2 separate regions of the Sus scrofa genome follow, and region 1 is linked to region 2. The links are chromatin contacts, called in public Hi-C maps. All regions are on one chromosome and are shown on one strand. The core of a region is the stretch at or near the end of the contact, and the rest is flanking DNA. Distances in the headings are between cores, read along the strand shown. Region 1 has its middle 62 kb from the start of TRH. Region 2 has its middle 19 kb from the start of PLXND1.

Region 1 (2,700 bases), core at 179-2,678, 290 kb before region 2:
CTGGTGTTGTTGCAGGCTGTGGTATAGGTCACAGATGTGACTTGGATCCTGTGTTGCTGTGGCTATGGCGTAGGCCTGCAGCTACAGTTCCAATTCAACCCTACCCTTGGAACTTCCATATGCCACAGGTATGGCCATAAAAAGAGAAAAAAAACAAAGTTAAAATTACATGCAGTATAGAGTTCCAATTGTGGCTTAGTGGGTTAAAAACCTGACATTGAGAGGATTTGGGTTCAATCCCTGGCCTTGCTCAGTGGGTTAAGGATCTGGTGTTGGCACAAGCTGTGGTGTAGGTCACAAAGGCAGCTTGGATCCTGTGTTGCTGTGGCTGTGGTGTAGGCCGGCAGCTGTAGCTCCAATTTGACCCCTAGCCTGGGAACTTCCATATATCATGGGTGTGACCCTAAAAAAAAGAAAAAAAATTACATTCAGTAAAACACATAGATCTTAATATATTTCTATGTGCACACTCACGTGTGCAGCCACCACCCAGATCAAGATTCAAGATTTCCAATACCCAAAAAGACTGCTGTGTACCCCTCCCAAGTCAGAATGCTGGCCACCTACCCCCTCTATTCTGATCTGCCTCTATCATCATAGCTTTGTTTTGCCTGTCCTTGAACTTCATGAAATAGAATCATACAATACATGGTCTTTTGTGTCTGGTTGCTTTTTAACTCAACTTAATCTAGAAGGTACTTAATCTAGAAGGTAATATTGGCCCTGTCGCTCTTGATCTTCATCGTATTCCTGTATCAATAGCTAACATTTAGCAGGTGCCAGGTTCCAAATGCTTTTTATGTATATTTTCACTTACTTGTCATGTGTATGTGTACCTGAGAGGTAAGAACAAATCAGGGGATTGGAGCCCAGAGAGGTGAGGTCACTTGCCCAAGACACAGGTGTGCAGTGGCAGAGTTAGGACTGGAAGGCATGCACCGCTCCATCTCTAGTCATGCTTGATCTGAGAGGTTGGAGATCTCATATGCATTTTAAGGGCTGAGAAAAGCTAACCAGGTAGATCTGGGTCTTTGGAAGCTCAAATGGGATAACAAAGGAGTTCCCTTGTGGCATAGTGATTTAAGGATCTGGTGCTGTAGCTGCAGCAGCTCAGGTCAATCCCTGGCCTGGGAACTTCCACATGCCATCCATGTGGCTGAAAATAAAAAAATATGGGATAATAGAAATAAAAGTTTACTAACAAGAATAAAGGGTTGTACACATAGAAGGCAGGGTCATGACTCTTTTAATGTGAATAGAGTCACCACTTAATCATTTATTAACCCAATAAGCATTTATTGAGCACCTAAAGATAAATGGAGGGTCACTGGGCTCAGAATGACAGGGACCAAGTTCTTGCACTATGGAGCTCACAGTCCAGAGAAGAAAGCAGATGTTTAAGGGGAAGTTACACGTATGCTGGGCTAAGAAAGGGGAAGTTCATGATGATCTGGGTGTACGTTAGGAGAAACTAACCTTGTCTGTGGGGTCAAGGAAGGCCTCTCAGGAAATGAAATGAAAGGTCAGCAGAGTTAGGTATACCATGCACAGGAAACAGAAGCAAATGCTGTGAGGTGAGAGACAGAAACTAGCACAGTAATTAGAAGTGTAAAGTCACTAGCATGTGGGAGTTCCCTTTGTGGCTCAGCAATAATAACCCGACTAGTATCCACCAGGATACTGGTTCCATCCCTGGCCTCGTTCAAGTTAAGGATCTGGCATTGCTGTGAGCTGTGGTATAGGTTGCAGATGTGGCTCAGATCTGGTCTTGCTGTTGCTGTGGCATAGGCTGGCAGCTGCAGCTCCGATTTGACCCCTAGCATGGGGACTTCCTTATGCCACGGGTGAGGCCTTAAAAAAAATGTCATTGGCATGTGGCACTTTTCTGTACAACAGTTACTTGTTTTGCTTTTATGAAAATAGGCAGTTTCAGTGCTTACCTGCGCTAATACATCACGGACACTAGATGTGACAGTAGTCTATGGTCACTCTCGACCCTGAATAGTTTTTACCAAATTTTAATTTTGTGAAGCCATGTTCTGTACTGGTTACCCATATTAGTAAAGTTAAACACTTACTGACACGAGAGTATTTGGAAATGTGATAAATTATTGCTGCAAAGATTTTGCAATACTTGAGTGGAATTTAGCTGGATTTTATCAATGTAAGGTTTTTTTTTTTTTTGGTCTTTTTAGGGCCACACCCATAGCATGTGGAAGTTCCCAGGCTAGGAGTCAAATTGGAGCTATAGTTGCTGGCCTACATTACAGCCACAGCAACGCTGGATCCAAGCTGCATCTGTGGCCTATACCACAGCTCAAGGCAACTCTGGATCCTTAACTCAGTGAGCAAGGCCAGGGTCAAACTTGCATCCTCATGCATGCTAGTCAGATTCGTTTCTGCTGAGCCACAACGGGAACTCCCCAAACAATTTAAGGTGTTTAGCTCCTCTGCCTTAATTTCTTTTTTTTTTTTTTTGTCTTTTTGTCTTTTGTTGTTGTTGTTGTTGCTATTTCTTGGGCCGCTCCCGCGGCACATGGAGGTTCCCAGGCTAGGAGTTGAATCAGAGCTGTAGCCACCGGCCTACGCCAGAGCCACAGCAACGTGGGATCTGAGTCATGTCTGCAACCTACACCACAGTTCACGGCAACACCGGATCGTTAACCCACTGAGCAAGGGCAGGGACCCAACCTGCAACCT
Region 2 (2,825 bases), core at 255-2,754:
TCCAAGAGTCCCAAGCACTATTTTCACAATTTTTCATTTTTTTCATATTAGAGTATAGTTGATTTAAAAATTTTGTCGAATTCGGAGTTCCCGTCGTGGCGCAGTGGTTGGCGAATCCGACTAGGAACCATGAGGTTGCGGGTTCGATCCCCGGCCTTGCTCAGTGAGTTAACGATCCAGCGTTGCCGTGAGCTGTGGTGTAGGTTGCAGACGTGGCTCGGATCCCGCGTTGCTGTGGCTCTGGCGTAGGCTGGTGGCTACAGCTCCGATTCAACCCCTAGCCTGGGAACCTCCATATGCCTCGGGAGCGGCCCAAGAATTAGCAACAATAACAACAAAGACAAAAGACAAAAAAAAAAAAAAAAAGTTTTGTCAAATTCTGTTGTACAACAAAGTGACCCAATTACACACATTTTCCTGTGCTGTACAGTAGGATCTCATTGCCCATCCATTTCAAATATAACAGTTTCCACACACGGAGAGACTGCTGGGTGGCTGGACAGAGGGACGTCAGGAGCCGCGGCTAGAGGCGGGGAGTTTGTCTCCAAGAGGGAGGGTGTACTTCCCATAACAGCCACCAAGAGGCGCCAGAGACCGAGTTTGTGGCAAGGTGCTGCAAACTCGGTCTCTGGCTCCCCCTGGTGGCTAATGTTAGAAGTACTCCTTCCTTGTTGGAAACTTCAAACTCCCCGCCTCTAGCAGCGGCTCCCAACATCCCTCTATCCAACCACCCAGCAGTTTCTGGCTGTCTGGGTCTGATTTTCCTATAGGTCTCTCAACTTCTACAGGCGCATTTCTTGTGCGGTTGAGGTGAAGTGGCAATAATCTTGCTTTGAAAAGAGTCTGAATTTCAGAGCTTCCAACACGGACGCTTTCTACAGCTAGGGAAAGTGAGGCCCAGAAACAGCAAGTAACCGATCAAGACCAGAACAGAAGCTTTTCTGACTTCTTTTTTCTCAACTGCCGGCCCAAGCCCCGCCGTCCCCTCAATGGCTTTGACTCCCTGATGCGGGCTCTCCCCTAACGTGGTCTCCACAAGGCTGCCCTCTGGCCTCCCGCCCTCCTGCAGCGTGCCTCACCGCCACCCGCCCCCAGTTTCAAACGTTCTAGTCTCGGGGTCTTTGTCCACACGGTCCCTCTGCCTGACACCCCACAGCCCCTCCCAGGGCCGGCCCTTCCTCCTGTGCTGTCTGCCAGCGTGTTACCTGCCCAGAGCCTTCGGGGACCACCCAACTATCTGCACCCTCCCTCACCGGTCTCCCCGTATGTGCAACTATGTCCTCAACTATTTGTCGTCTACTTGTTGCTCTCTGCCCCTCTTCCCCCACTGGAATGGGGACCCTGCTGGCTTCCCAGTGTGTCCCCAGTGCCTCGCACAGAAGGGGGCTTTGGCAAGGGCAGGAACTTTTATTCCGTCTCCTTGATTCCCCCAGCTTTGCGCCCACGTGACCATCGGCAAGGGAATGTGCCCCACCCCACCCCCAGCAGCGTCTGTGGTTTCTGAGGGGCTCAAAGTCCCAAGGGAGAAGTAGTGGCTCAAGTCTCACTGGCCTCTGGGGACAGCAAGCTGGCCAGAACCAGGAGCTGAACGGCTTCACACCCAATGGAGCGAGGGGTGCAGCAAGGGACGCGGGGATCGGGTGACAGGGCCTGGGCTCCGTCCGTCCGTCTGGCGCTGACTTCTCCCTTGCAAACAGGGAGTGGGGGGTAGGCTGGGGGAGGCTCTGCGGAACGACCCAGGGACCCCAGTCCGCCCTGAGGAGTGTCCCAACCCGGAGACAATGCGAGGCGGGGCTGGAGCGGACGTGTGGACAATGCCGCCCACCCTGCGCACTGCTTCCGGCTTTTCTGGAAGCGCCGAACGCTGGACCTTGGAGGTCGGCGCTGTTTGGGTGACACAGGCAGTACCCCCATGCGGGGCCAGAACCGTGGCGCCGCGTCTCCTCCGCGCTCTGGGCTCCCAACCATGGCGCCCCAGGGCTAGTGGTTCACCCCTGCCTCGCAGAGGCCCACAAGGGGAATGGTGGCTTAAAAAAATTTATTTTTCTATCGAGGTATAATTTACATAGAGGGAAATGGATGGATCTCAAATACGTATAGGCTAATGAATTTTTACAGGTTTATACCCTGTAACCAACCCTCAGAACAAAATAGAATATTCCCATCTCCCCAGATGATCCCCTGCTGCCCCTTCCTAGTCCAATCCTGCACCTAGCCCAGCCCCTGGCAACCACTAGCCTTTTGTGGCCCCTAGAGCATGGCCTGCTCCAGAACATAACTGAAATCCTACAGTGTGGAGACTTTAGACTCTGGCTTTGAAATTCGACCACGTTCTGTCTGTCCACAGAGCATTCCTTTTGATTCTGTGGTATGGCTTCACTTTATTTGTTAATCTAGTCACTGGTTGTGGACTTTCCAGTTATTTCTGGAAAGAATAGGGCAATTATAGGGCTATATATAGTTTCTGTGTGCACCTGTGGTCTCATTTTTTGTCAATACCTAGGAGTGAGATTGCTGGGTTGCCCAAGTCCACATTTGACTTTGTAACAACCTACTACTTGGTTTTCCAGAGTGTCTGCACTGTTATACACACACAGAGACCCAGCAGTGTATCCAAGTTCCCATTGTTCTGCTTCCTGTGGGCACTTGGTGTTGTCAATCTTAAATTTCAGCCACTGGAGTGGGTATGGAGTTGTCTCAAGGGAGTGTTTATTAACTCAACAAATGTGCAAACACCCAGAGTACCCCTGCCTTCAGGAAGTCCCGGCAGGTTCCCATCCTTTTCTCATCCTACCTCCAGGCAGTATTCCGGTACAGGAAGTGGT

What was found. Hi-C and Micro-C count contacts between places; a contact is called where the count stands out from the background.
Region 1: a contact with region 2 is called in a Hi-C map of retroperitoneal adipose tissue, with 2.4 times the contacts expected there. The contact joins two enhancer-like sites. A contact is called at or near these places in 1 of 47 Hi-C or Micro-C datasets (retroperitoneal adipose tissue) and 2 of 2 datasets of contacts at active chromatin or transcription factors (alveolar macrophages and skeletal muscle).

What each region holds. Positions count from the first base shown.
Region 1 is chr13:69,301,094-69,303,793 of Sscrofa11.1, reverse strand. No RefSeq gene overlaps it. Among named protein-coding and RNA genes, the nearest start is that of TRH, 62 kb to the left of the region's middle. Within about 2 kb of position 1,428, at least 8 of the 83 cell types and tissues checked have an H3K27ac peak or open chromatin away from gene starts, as enhancers often do. A contact at or near this core is called in retroperitoneal adipose tissue, where this site is marked.
Region 2 is chr13:69,014,295-69,017,119 of Sscrofa11.1, reverse strand. No RefSeq gene overlaps it. Among named protein-coding and RNA genes, the nearest start is that of PLXND1, 19 kb to the right of the region's middle. Within about 2 kb of position 1,504, at least 10 of the 83 cell types and tissues checked have an H3K27ac peak or open chromatin away from gene starts, as enhancers often do. A contact at or near this core is called in retroperitoneal adipose tissue, where this site is marked.